Linked DNA regions of Sus scrofa: region 2 is linked to region 1. Evidence: chromatin contacts called from public HiChIP or PLAC-seq data. All regions are on one chromosome and are shown on one strand. The core of a region is the stretch at or near the end of the contact, and the rest is flanking DNA. Distances in the headings are between cores, read along the strand shown.

The links. HiChIP or PLAC-seq counts read pairs in DNA pulled down with a chosen protein or histone mark.
Region 2: an H3K27ac HiChIP or PLAC-seq map of alveolar macrophages shows a contact between it and region 1. The contact joins two enhancer-like sites. A contact is called at or near these places in 2 of 2 datasets of contacts at active chromatin or transcription factors (alveolar macrophages and skeletal muscle).

Annotation. Positions count from the first base shown.
Region 1 is chr10:43,968,716-43,976,023 of Sscrofa11.1, reverse strand. The region is part of intron 2 of STAM (signal transducing adapter molecule 1); the gene reads right to left. Among named protein-coding and RNA genes, the nearest start is that of STAM, 25 kb to the right of the region's middle. Within about 2 kb of position 3,318, at least 27 of the 83 cell types and tissues checked have an H3K27ac peak or open chromatin away from gene starts, as enhancers often do. A contact at or near this core is called in alveolar macrophages, where this site is marked.
Region 2 is chr10:44,180,785-44,188,092 of Sscrofa11.1, reverse strand. MRC1 (mannose receptor C-type 1) reads right to left here. Exons shown (of 30, transcript NM_001255969.1): 13 at 6,126-6,253; 14 at 5,551-5,638; 15 at 3,359-3,503; 16 at 660-701. Among named protein-coding and RNA genes, the nearest start is that of SLC39A12, 55 kb to the left of the region's middle. Within about 2 kb of position 2,817, at least 4 of the 83 cell types and tissues checked have an H3K27ac peak or open chromatin away from gene starts, as enhancers often do. A contact at or near this core is called in alveolar macrophages, where this site is marked.

The sequences.
Region 1 (7,308 bases), core at 2,069-4,568:
AGACTGGGTCACTTTGCTGTACAGAAGAAAACTGACAGAATACTATAAACCACTATAGTGGAAAAAAGAAAAATTATTAAATAAAAAAAATAAAAATCATAGTAAAAAACAGGGAGTTCCCTGGTGGCTCAGTGGGTTAAGGATCTGGTATTGTCACTGCTGTGACTTGGGTCACTGCTATGACACAGGTTCCATCCCTGGCCCAGAAACTCCTGCAAGCTGTGGACACAGGGGAAAAAAAATGTAAACCATAACAAAATGCCAAAGTAAAATCATTGTCTAGGGCAAGTAAAGATGGAAAAATCACACCTAATCAGATCCCAAACTCTACTGTCTAGTCAAGGACTTAGCGCCTATGACTATCCTATCCCTACTTTCTCCTGAATCATCATCTCGATTTCCTCCTTAGAATGGATCACTCTCTCCCGGATACAGCTGCAGCTCCGATTCTACCTTGGAAAAGAGAAAACCCCCATCAAACAACCAGTTAAAGCAAGACTTCACTTAAATAGTGACTAAAACAAGACACTTTATAAAAAACTTCATCAAAAATGTACGAGGTTTATAAGAGGAAAACTTTAAAAATGTACTAAAGGATATAAACAGAAAGACTGGCTACATACTTGGTAGAAAAATTTTTATATCAAAAACATAATGTAGGAGTTCCCGTCGTGGCGCAGCGGAAACAAATTCGACTAGGAACCATGAGGTTGTGGGTGCGATCCCTGGCCTCAATCAGTGGGTTAAGGATCCGGCATTGCCATAAGCTGTGGTGTAGGTCACAGACATAGCTCGGATCTGGTGTTGCTGTGGCTGTGGTGTAGACCTGCAGCTGTAGCTCCGATTAGACCCTTAGCCTGGGAGCCTCCATATGCCGTGGGTGCGGCCCTGAAAAGACAAGAGACAAAAAAAAAAAAGGTAATGTAGTAATTTAAAAATAGGCCCATTTAAAAAGAAATCATTTTGTTTTTAAACTAATAGAGCCAATTTCAAAGTTTATCTGCTGACAGCAGGGAAGAATAAGAGTATCTAGAAAAACTGCGGGAGAAAAAAAAAGAAAACCAACCCTGCCACATACTATAATGTATTATAAGGCTTTAATAATTAAAACCACATGGTAGAGCACATGAATAGATATACAGCAATGGGACAAAAAGGAAAATTCAAAAAAGAGGTCCAAATACATTTGGTAATGTAGTATATAAAGGTAGAATTTCAAATCCGAAAGGACAAAGAAAGACTATTCAGTAAATGCTGTCAGAATTTTGAGGGAGCCAAACAGAACAGTACAAAGTTAGAGCCATACCTCACACTACGCAACAGGATAAATTCCTAACAGATCAAAGACCTAAATGTAAAAAAATGAAATCGCAAGGGACTTTGGAAGACTGGTGGTTTCTTACAAAGCTCAACATAGTTTTATCACACGATCCAGCAACCACACTCCTATGTTTTTACCCAAATGCGTTAAAAACTTATGTCCATGCACACACACACACACACACACACACACAAACATGTTTGACAGCGGCTTTATTCACAATCATCAACAACTAGAAGCAATGAAGATATCCTTCAATTGGTGAATGTATAAACAAGCTATAGTACATCCATACCATGAAATATTCAGAAATAAAAAGAAATGAGCTATCAAGCCATGAAAAGACATAGATGACACTTAAATGCATTTTGCTAAGTAAAAGAAGCCAGTGTGAAAGTGCTACATACCACATACTGAATAACGTTTTGAAAAGGCAAAATTTTAGAAATAGTTTAAAAAAAAAAAAAAAAGAGTGGTTATCAAAGGCTCAGAAAGAGGAAGGAGAGGAATGAACAGTAGAACAACAGGACATTTTAAAGACAGTGAAACTAGTCTGTGTGATACTGTAATAACAGATACATGTCATTATGGACTTGTCAAAAATCAATAAAACTTTACAGCACCCAGTGAGCCTTAGTTATAATGTAAACCACAGACTATTTAATAATAATGTATCAATATTGATTTGTTATTTATAACATACACCACATTAATGACCTCTGCTTTCAACTCTTTGCTTCTTCTCAACTTTAAAATCATAGTATAGATGTTATTACCCCCTCATACCAGTCCCTCCCTGAACAATCTAAGTGGGTCTCCCCTTTTATTCTCCACTAAGCACTCTGCTCACTGTCTTCTTGGTCCATTATTTACTTACTTCTATCTTCTACTCGGTAAATTGTTACCATAGCTGAGGACAAAGGCTGTGCTTGCTTTATTCACCACTGTAAAGCTAAAGCATGACACCCAGGCAGTACTTACTGTTTGTCAAAGGAAAGAAAAAACGATGGATACAGAAAGTATGAAATCAATGGAAGTAATTCTGTGATATTAAGAAAGTGAAAGATACCTTGAAAACAAGACCACGCTTTACCAAAAAAAGCTTTTAATGTTATTCCTGCTGGTAATCCTCCCCTCGTTTAAATTACACTTAAAACCCTAAAAATGAATCAGATTCTCATTTGTAAACTAGAAAAACTCAAGGGTACCTAGAGCTGTTGTGATGATTAAATAAAATAAGGCATTTAAACAAGAACCGGCAGATAATAAGCTGTCAATAAATGTTGGCTATTATTCATAAAAAAACACTAAAGATTTTAAAACCTAAGGCCAGTAAATTGAGGACTGATTATTACAAAATATAGGGAAGAAATCTGTTTCTCAACCTGATGCTGCCCTTCCAACCTGAAGACATCTAAGCCCCAGACTACTTTTCCCTTAAAAGAAATCAGGAAATATTCTATCAACCTCCAGGTGAAGATCAGAAACAGTCAAAGCCCAGGTCCAGGATAAGACAATATAAAGCCAATGAAAACGAATTTTAACAAATTCTTTCCCAAAAGCTTCTATTTATATTTTTCACAAAACGTCAGTAATGACTATCATTTTATCCTTCTAAGTCTATCTAAATAAAAGACTTAATAGACCCCTCAGCCACGTAAAGAAAAAAGTTCATCATGTTTTACACGCTCAGTCAACTATATTTTTGTCAAAAGCTAAGCAAAGAAAGTTAAGCTATAAATAGCACAAATTAATCTGGATGTCAAATACAGAATTTTAACTTTTTATTGTGAATAATCAACACCTACCCTCACATCTATCTTCTACAAACAAATCAATCAAAACTAATAGACAAAAGCTATTTATATGTGACAACAAGTTAAAGAAAACTGCTACTATTATTCTGAAAGTTCTCTTGATTCTGAACAAACAGACGTTTTCAGTCCATCACATGACCTCACTGGCTAAGCATTTTTCAGTACTTACTCAGACACTGGAACGGCACACTAAAGATCATGTGAATATCTTAGGAAGTTAGAAAAAAAATTTGAGAGTGTTTTTGAAAGTTTTAGGTCCAGCATATTTAAACATTTCAGGCTGTTAGGACATACTAAAGAATAAAGTAACTACAAATGTAGAAGAGCATATGTGACATACTTATTGTCTATTAATGCGGGGAAAATACACTTGTGTTTGTGTTGAGAAACAATGGAAAGAAACAACAGTGGTTATCTATAGAGGATGGGGAAGGAAACAGGGATTGGAGTTACACTTGTCAACGTCCATCCTTTAAACTGTTTTAATGTTTGAGGCATGTTAAGTATGCATTTATTTTTGAAGAAAGTACGTATTTCATATAACCGTAAGTATTTCTTTAAAACAATGAACAAACACACACATATGTGTGGTTCAAAGAACACATCAGTAAGATTTTCTCAAAGAGGAAGAATTAAGCAGGGTTTTTTGAAATATCACTGGAACCATGTTTCTGGGTCACAGTTCTCTGACTAAATGAAATTTCGCAATAATTGGCTCTTTATTTCCTCCTTAAAACTTGAGAATATTTTCCAACCACGGCTCTAAAACAGGTAACTCAAAAAAAAAAAAATATTTTAAGGGCCAAACAGATTTTTAAATATTATTTTCTTAAGGAAGAAAGACTTTAATGTAAGTTATTTATTTAATTTATGCAGTAAATTCTATAATGTTGCTGGTTACAAATCATTTTGATTAAAAAACAACAAATCTTACTCAAACAGAAACGCTTTTCCTAGTTTCCTCCACCATGCCTGAATCCATCCTCTTAAACAGACCTGTACGTTTTATAAAATTATAGATTAACACCACGTGCCAATGCTTTTTAAAAAATCCAGACAGTTGCCTAGCATACAAACAACCTCACCAATTACATGCAAACCATAAATTCCTACCTCAACGCGTCCTATCTACATTTGTCTCAGGAATATTCATCTCCCCTTTTCCCTCTCACATCAATCACATCTCAATCTTTCAACACCGCACTGACAACCTACAACACTGTTGAATATTCTTATGCTACCATCAACAACCCATATGCAAACGTATGTATTCTTAGACAGCATAAGCCAGATCTCCATAAGTTTTCCATATAACTAATTATAAAGTGATTTAAAAGATTAACAACAAACTCTAAGTGGCTACCCATTCTGGTGAAGGCAGGGGGTGAGGTGGTCAGTTGTTTAATAGGCTGAGTTCAGTTGGGGATGACGAAAAGATCGGGAGATGGAGTGTGGTAAAGCTCCCAAAACAATGTGAAGGTAGTGCAGGCCACAAACTGTACACTTAAAATCAGATAAAGAGGTAAATTTTATGCCTTTTTTACTTTGCCACAATATAAATAAACTACCTATTAAGAACCCCATTATAAGTAGCCCTTACTTTAATGTTCACCTGAGAAGAACATTAATAACTTTTTATTACTAAATTGGTCTGCAAATCTATAACCCAATTCTGTAATACTCATCCTTAGGCATGGAGGCACAATGCTTACAGGGCTCACAATTTTAGGGGCCCACAAAAATGTTTATATTTCTTTTAAAATAAGAAAAAGATGGACTTTTAGATCAAAGAAAATGTTTTCCCTGCATGATAATACAGTTGTATTTATAAAAATGCAGTCATAAAATATTTGTATTATTTTTCTATGGAGAAAGGGACCCAGGAAGAGAAAAGTGCTAAGGGCCCAGGAATGTCAAAATCTGGCCCTGAAGCCTATCACTCCCTACTGGGAAATTATCAAAGCACAGTAAGAAAGTGAAAATACAACTGGATATGTATGTAAAACGTTATTGTTAAAGAGCAACCATACACATGAGCATATTGTGTGGGTTTGAATTTTTTTTAAACTCCAGTAATACTAGACTTGTATCTCAAGAGCTCTCAGGTTAAGGATCCAGCGCTGTCACTGCAGGGGTTTGGGTTGCTGCTATGGTGTGGGTTTGATTCCTGGCCAAGGAATGTCCACATGCCATGCATGCAGCCAAAAAAAGAAAAAAAAAAAAAAATAAGGTATCTCAATTATTACACAATTCTTTTCAAGCAATTCTTTATTGACAAGAGCTATAGAGAGACATCACATTTACAAAGATAAACAAATAAATGCTTGGACATTAATGAGAATACAAAGGAACTAGAGAGCAAGAGGTATTAAGAAAGAAAAAACAAATGAAAGAAAAGGAAAAGAAGGAAAGAGGGAAAGAAAAAATATTAATTAAAAACAAATAGAATCACCTCTCATTATATAAATCAGCAAAGCTGAACACGCTTCCTAAATAAATTCAGATTTAGCACAATGTCAGTTAAACTCTCCAAAGGATGACAAAAAATTAAGGGAAATGCTGAGGAAGAGAATGTCGCCTAAAGTAAACTTGAAAAAAAATTTTAAACAAGCATCTATCTAAACCTATTTATACTAGATAATAAAAAAAAACAAATAGGAAATAATTGTTTAGAGCTACAGACTAGCCTATTTTAAATATATACATGGATAGACCCTTGAGAGTATTATGCTAGGTGAAGTAAGTCAGAGAAACACAAATGCTGTATGATCTCAGTGATACGTGGAATCTAAAATCAAACTCATAGAAACATAGAGCAGACTGGTAGTTGCCAAGGGGGCGGCAGGGGAGGAGGATGGCGGCAAAATGAATAAAAAGGATCAAAAGGCACAAACTTCCAAATATAAGTAAGTTCTACGGGTGTAATGAACAGCATGGAGAGTAGAGTTACAATACTTTACTGTCTGAAAGTTGCTAAGAGAATAGATCTTAAGAGTTCTCACCACAAGAAAAAAACAGGAAAAAAAAACCATTATTATTTCTAGCATAATGTTAACATGAAGAAAAACAAATCAACCTCTTTATCTTCATAATACTTCCTATAGGATTTTTAGTGGGTTACAAAATTTGTTTTTTAACTAGAAAACTTTAGAGTATTTATTGCAACGAAAGGGAGTTCGTCTTTTATTTCAAGCAACTAACCAAATTATTACAAAAAAAAGTATCTAGAAAATGAAGAATACCACACTAAAGATAAAAAGAAAACTGGTGGAGTGAAGAGAGAGAGGAGGGACTTGGCAACTGGAATGCTAGATAAAAGGTTTATCTCCAGAATACATGGGGATGGAGCTACGTTGATTCCTCAACAGACAAACGGTCACAAGATATCACTTTAATCAAAAAGAAGCAGAGGTACACCCATTTCACCAGATACTATTATAAACACCTTACATATATTAACTAATCTCATACTCACAACAAGCCATCTACAAAGAAGATACTATTTTTGTTCTTATGCAACAAACTAGGGAAGTGACTTAGTATTTCCCCAAGGTGAGGCAGCTACAATATGGTCAGAGCTAGGATCTGACCAGTCTCACTGCAGAGTTCGTGCTCTCAACCACTAAGCTATTTGCTTTCCTCTGCGCAACAGGAATCACAGACCTTTCATCCTACAAATCTAAGTCTACCAGGTATATAAGTTACTATTATGCAAGACAAAACACAAATAAGAATAGTTTTGATAGAATGCTCTGAGGATTCAGATTTTTAGTAATGATTTTCAGTAAAGGGGATTAAGAAAAGGCTTAGCAGAAGAAATAATATCCATAGTGGGTCTGGAAGACATAAGACACAGAGATAGGAAATGGAGGAAGAGAATATCCCACAATGAAAGAACGAAATGACCAAAAGCATTAAAATAAGGCAGAAAAGCAATGACAACTCAAATATTTGAATTTAAAAGAATGGTATATACAAAAGTAGTAAATGAAATACACAATTCAGAGGCCTAAGGAGGTTATTAGACCTAACTCAGCATGGAAGCTAAGGGAGTAACATGGTCAGAGTTGTTACATGGCAACTGGCTCTGAGAACTGGACAGAAGGAGTTCCTTTGTGGCGCAGTGGATTAAGGATCTGGTGGTGTCACTGCAGCAGCTGCTGTAGCATA
Region 2 (7,308 bases), core at 1,568-4,067, 210 kb before region 1:
GGGATGCAGCCCTAGAAGCTGGTGATGACAAGGACATAGATTCTTCCTAACAGCCTCTGGAGGGAGCATGGTCCTACTGATTTCAGCCCAGGGAAACAGAGGTGTTATATCTGCCCTCCAGAAGCACAATGGAATCAGGGTGTATAGCTCTCAGCCACCAAGTGTGCCAAACGAAAATAATCCATGAAACTCTTGGATGTGATTCATGAACCCTGTTTGTGCATTTATGAGAAGATCCAAACTTTCATTAGATTCTTAAAGCTATTAAGAACCTCTTCCGGAGTTCCCATTGTGGCGCAGCAGAAATGATCCGACTAGTATCCATGAGGACATGGGTTTGATCCCTGGCCTCGCTCAGTGGGTTAAGGATCCAGCATTGCTGTGAGCTGTGGTGTAGTTTGCAGAGGTGGTTCAGATCTGGCATTGCTGTGGCTGTGCTGTAGGCTAGCAGCTGTAGCTCTGATTCAACCCTTAGCCTGGGAACATACATATGCCACAGGTATGGCCCTAAAAAAGCAAAAAAAAAAAAAAAAAAAAAAAGAACTTCTTTCCACCTTCCTTGAGTAAGGTTTTTGTTTGTTTGTTTTTTGTTTTTTCACTGAGAAAGGAAAGGGGGGGCTATTGATATGGACATCAGGGGGCAAAAAGGAAACACCTACTGTCTTGAGGAGCTGGTGTTGGCTCAGGCTTTGGTGTTTGTCCTGAAAACAAAAGAACATCAGTTATCAGTTGTGCTTGAACTTGTATTTCTACTGAACTTGCTATTACACATCCTTCCAGTTTCACTATTTTCATGGATCAACCTAGCTAAAAACATAAGAGGTTCTCTCTTCCTCTTCCTCCATGACTGGGTTACTTCGCCGTACAACAGAAATTGGCTGTATAGCACTGTAAATCAACTGTACATTAATTTTTTTAAAAACTTAAACAAATTAGGTACAGCAATCCACCAGAAATTTGAAGACGGTTTTTAGGCACAACAAGTAGCATCACATAAAAGAAAGAAGACATGAGTTTTTGGGATCAAAACATCTAGGTTCAAATTTCAGATCTGGGCTTAAATTTCTTACCTTTAATTTTCGCAACTCCAGAAAGGAGTTAATCATATGTGTAAAGAGATGGGGTAAAATATGCGAGTTTTGGGTTATTTAAAAGATGTTCAGTAGATGTTCATTTTACAGTAACACATGTTATAATTAGCTTTTAAATTTTCATTATTTGAAACCATTAAATAGGAGCTATGTATTTATAAAAAAAATATTTTTTCTTTTTTTTCCCTTTTTAGGGCTGCATTGGCAGCACATGGAGTTTCCCAGGCTAGGGGTCCAATCGGAGCTACAGCTGCTGGCCACCACCACAGCCACAGCAACTTGGGATCCAATCTGCGTCTGCAACCTACACCATGGCTCACTGAAACCCACTGAGTGAAGCCAGGGATCGAACCCGCAACCTCATGGTTCCTAGTCGGATTCGTTTCCGATGCACCACAATGGGAACTCCTAAAATATATTTTCTTCCAAAAAGCCCTTATTCGGAGTTCCCATCATGGCTCAGCAGTAACGAACCTGACCACTATCCACGAGGACATGGGTAGGTTCGATCCCTGGCCTCGTTCAGTGAGTTAAGGATCCAGTGTTGCTGTGAGCTGTGGTATAGGTTGAAGATGCGGCTTGGATCCTGAGTTGGCTTTGGCTGTGGTGTAGGCCTAGGAACTTCCATATCTCATGGGTGTGGCCCTAAAATGACAAAAACGACAGCAACAGCAACAACAAAAAACCCTTTATTCGTACTAAATGTATGTTTTATGAAAAGTTAAATGAAATCTTTTTCTTTCCAAGAAATTAATGATATACCTGGACTTTGTTGGGATCTAATAAAAGTTTCCTAGCTTTTGGTTTAATGTGTATCTATGCTAATAGACCTACTAACAATACAACTAGTCCTTGGTAGATAAGAGGGAACATTAAAGAAAAATTGGCCACTATTTATTCCTCCATTCTGACAACTTGTGTCTTTTCTTTTTCTTTTTTTGGGCCACACCCACAGCATATGGAAGTTCCCAGGCTAGGGGTCAAATCCGTGCTGTAACTGGTCCAGCCACAGCCACACAGGATCCAAGCCAAGGCTGTGACCTATACCTCAAGTCACCGCAATGCTGGATCGTTAACCCACTGAGCAAGGCCAAGGATCAAACCCTCGTCCTCATGGGTACCAGTCGGATTCCTTACTGCTGAGCCAGAATGAGAACTTCCATTCTGGCAGCTGTTTTGGAAGCAGGCATCTAAGTAGAAGGAAAATAAGCAGAGAGACACCAGAAGTGCAACAGAGTATCTTTAGCAATAGAGCTAGAAACAGTGGCCAAGGTTCCCTGACAGCAGAGGGCGATAAAGTTCCCTGACAGCAGAGGGCGATGTAGTTCCGTTTATCTGTTTACAAAGGAGGAAGCTGGTGTCTATTTGGGTTCAGGCGTAAGGGTAGGGGGCGTCTGTTCCATTTATCTTAGCAGAAGAAACTGACTCCTCTGCCCTCCATGCATGATTTGGAAATGTGGAACTTTCTTTCTTTGTCTTTTTGGGGCCACACCCGCAGCATATGGATGTTCCCAGGCTAGGCGTGGAACTGGAGCTGCAGCCACCAGCCTATGCCACAGCCACAGCAATGCAGGATCACAGCCACGATTTCAACCTACACCACAGCTCATGGCAACACCGAATCCTTAGCCCATCGAGCGAGGCCAGGGATCAAATCTGCATCCTCATGGATACTAGTCAGGTTCATGAATCACTGAGCCACAACGGGAACTGCAAAATGTGGAAGTTTCTGAGTCATAAACCCTGAATGCTAAGTATGCATTGACCATTGTTGGCCACTGATAACATAGTGAGTCTCCCAGCAATCAGGGGCCACAAAAGGTACCCCGCTCTTTGGTTGACTGTTTCCTAGAGAAATGAGCATTCAGCACATTCAGACTGAGGAGCACATTCACCTGCTGGATGACTACCAGAGGTCGGAGGGTGAAAATCCCCAACAGAAATCACTGGCTCATGACTCTGCTTAGATGGAGCACACCCACCCACTCGCTGGACTCCAGAACCTGCGCTGGGACATGGCTTGTGGGAACTATTTTGGAGGACGTGACTCTTGTCCAGGATTCCCGGGTGGCCTTTTGATCTTCTGTTCCTTTGGAACATTTATCTCTGCTCAGCAACTTCATCCTTATCCTGTGAAATGATGACCCCCTGCCAGTTCCCTGATTTTGTTATTTTGTTTGTGTGGTTCTGCTAACAAGGGGAAGATCCCGGAATCTCCGGAAGGCAGTTCTCCAATCTGAGATGAAGGAGAGGGCGGGTTATCATACCTTTGCGAATCTGGCAAATCCAGTTGTTAAGATGTTCGCAGTTAATATCATTCCAGGACATACCAGCGTCACTTTTCAACTCGCCACAGTATTCAACATTCTGATAATTATTAGGTTCGCCGTAAGCCCAGTTTTCATAGGAAACCTACGTGAGAAACATCACATTACAATCGTGAGCCATTTCTATCAGGCCAACGTCTAGCCAAACACAAAAGGAAAGTTTACATTTTTTAATCACATGTACTCTTTTTCATAATACGTTTGCTTTGAAAACCAGGTTTATGAACACAGCTGGGAAAGAAATAACTAAATAACCTTCGTTACATGGTAACTTGAATAGAGTATGTTATTAATTATTCCAAAATGTTCTTTACTCTTCCTGGGTTTTTTGGTTTGGTTTGGGGTTTTTTTTTGTTTGTTTTTGTTTTTTGTTTTTTGTTTTTGTCTTTTTGCCATTTCTTTGGGCCGCTCCTGCGGCATATTGAGGTTCCCAGGCTAGGGGTCGAATCGGAGCTGTAGCCGCCAGCCTACGCCAGAGCCACAGCAACGCGGGGTCTGAGCCACGTCTACAACCTACACCACAGCTCAAGGCAACGCCGGATCCCCAACCCACTGAGCGAGGCCAGGGATCGAACCCGCAACCTCATGGTTCCTAGTTGGATTCGTTAACCACTGAGCCACGACGGGAACTCCTGGTTTGGTTTTTTGGGTTTTGGTTTTGGCTTTTGGCTTTTGGGTTTTAGGGCCACACCTGTGGCATAAGGAAGTTGCCAGGCTAGGGGTCAAATCAAAGCTGTAGCTGCCAGCCTACACCACAGCTGCAGCAACGGTGAATCCAAGCTGTGTCTGTGACCAACGCAGCAGCTCTCAGCAACACTGATCTTTAACCTATTGAGCAATGCCAGGGATTGAACCTGAATCCTTATGGATACTAGTCAGATTTGTTACTGCTGAATCACAATGGGAATTCCTACTCTTCTTATGAAAGAGAATGAATCCAGGGGCCATGAAAGTGGGATTTGTATACAGGAAAAATCTGGGGGAAAAAGTACCACTTCTCATTGCTGGGAGTTTCTAACTGTGTAACTCCTTCCTAAAGGGAACTATTTCACAGTGATGCTGGAAACGTTTTTTTCATTGGAGTGGTAGGATGAAGAAACATAATTAGGGAGTTCCCACTATGGCTCAGCAGGTTAAGAACCCGACATAGTGTCCATGAGGATGCAGGTTTGATCCCTGGCCTCGCTCTGCAGGCTATGATCGGCTTTGATGCAAGCTGTGGCACAGGCCACAGATGTGACTCAGATCCAGCGTTGCTGTGGCTGTGGTGTAGGCCTGCAGCTGCAGCTCCAATTCAACCCCTAGCCCAGGAACTTCCATATGCCACAGGTGCGACCATAAAAAGAAAAAAAAAAAAAAAGAAATATAATTGGGTCTTTTTATGAAAGACAAAGACTTAAGAAAAGTGTCAACATAGCTACCAAACTTTATGAAAAGGCACAGCAGGAATAAATGGAGGGCTGAGAGTAGGTTCCTTATGGAGTTTTCAGAATGAATCATTGCCTGTAAGGCTGTAGAATAAGCATTATGATCTATTTTCTAGAGATTGAAATATAAAATCCAAGTTGTCAATGGAGCCATCAAACAATCCACCCTACCCCCATGCCTTGAAAATTGGTGATGGGCTGTAAGAGAACAGAAAACTGAAACGACACCAAATCACTTGCTACAGTGACTGCAGGGCTCAATGTTGCCAGCAGGTGCCACAACCTCTCACTTTTCTATTCTTGATAATGAGAAGTCCGACCAAGCCTAAAGGTTTTTAATACAATATCAGAAGTTGTCTCCACACCTCCTGACCTAGAAGAGGTCAGAGAACACCCAATTTTTAACAAGTTTAGCAGCTTGCATACCAATTGGGCCTGATAGAATGAAGACATTATTTTAGATAAACTAGAGGAATGAGTTTCCTAATTTTTTCATCTAGTCCACCCTGGATACATCTTGAGTGAATAGAACTATATGGGAGCAGGGACACGACAATGATCCCCAAAGAGCATTTATTTTTGCACAGCATGTCTCTAGCTATCATAATACCCTATCTTACCAAAAACATGGATTAAGCCAAAGGATAACATCAAATGAAATACACGATAAAGTAAAAATATGATCTATATAATCAAATTACTCACAGGAGATCCATCACTCCAAGTAAAGCCTTCAGAAGGACTTGAATAGGTCAATCCCAACCAAAACAGTTCATGGTAGCTTCCACTAGCCCTGTGACATACAAGATATAAATAAAGATAGCTTATGAACTACATGAACCAAATGTGGTTACCAATGCGTCCTAATCAAATATGAAAATGACTTCAAATAACATAAGTTAGTTATTACACAGGTAAAGGGACTCAAGGACTAAATATAAACATGATACAACAGTTACGCATTTTGGTACAACCCCAAAATACCCTGAAAACAACTGAGAATGATTTGAGAATAACTGTAAAGCAGTGAAAGATGCTCCTTCATTTATTCATTAACGATATATATTGAGTGGCTTATACTTTTGTAGGGCAATTCATCTCAGGATTTAAATCTAGAAAGTTAAATCATTTAGAAGTGAAACTACATCAAAAAGTGCCCATGGATTTGGGATATGGTATATGTACTTAAGGGACCAACAATTTTGGAAATACGAGAATTTTCTCAACATCATTAGCCCAATAGGTCAAAGAAAAGAATATTATATAGAAAAGATACTTGCGTTACTAGCCGCCATATTGCTTGCTGTTCCTCTTTATTATTGATGCTAGCGAGATCTCCACCCAAAGCTCTACAAAAATCTCGAGACTCAAACCACGTTTTCTTCTCATGTTTTCCTTTTGCAAACAGCTAAGAGTGATAGAGATTTGGAATTTACTGTACACTTTATAGCTTATCCAACCAAGAGAAATAATTACGTACTTCTGATGAGGTTTCATTTATAGAAAAGCAAGACGTTACAATGGCCCCAAACAATACAGTTCTCTCAGCTGAAAATCAATTTGTGAGTGAATATTTGGGTAACAAAATCTGGGGGATGATTTTGTTGAGGAAACCTTAGAAAAGAAAGTTATTTTCTAGCACAGGAGAAGTTAGACTGAAAGCTTAGACGCTTTAAGCATATGGACTGGGCATATAGCTCCTTGCCGAAGACAATTTTAATGCAGTTAAGTGCAAAAAGTGACACTGAGATAAAAAGAATGAAAGAAGCTTGGACATAGAGAAAATAAACATGAAGAGAGAAAATTTTAAGGAGAAGAACCTCCCTAAGATTGTGCTACAGTTTTTCATCCTGTTTCATTTAAACAATGAGTAACCTGGCAGTTTTCCAACACTGGGTAGATGGTGTTCTTTAGTATCTTATCTTTTTTTGGATAATTGAACAACAGTTGGAGCACATGCTATGACAGACACTTACTGAGCAGAGAATCTAAAAAGATAGGAGAAGCAACCAAAATGTCGAATGGTGAAGATGAATGGATAAAGAAGATGTGGTACATAGATAATGGAATATTGCTCAGCCATAAAAAGGAGGAAATGATTCCATTCTCAGCAACATGGATGGACCTAGAGATGATCATACTAAGTGAAGGAAGTCAGACAAAGACAATACTATGCATCACTTCTATGTGGACTCTAATTAAAAATAATATAAAAGAACTTGTTTTGAAATCAAACTTATGGTTACCAAAAGGGGAAACAGGGGGGTTGGAGAAGGATAAATGAGGAGTTTGGGATTAATATACACATACTACTATACATAAAATACATAACCAACAAGGACCTACTATATAGCACAAGGAATGCAATATCCTGTAATAACTCATATGGGAAAAGAATCTGAAAAAGAGTGGATATATGTCTACGTATAACTGAATCGCTTTGCTGTACACCTGAAACATTAT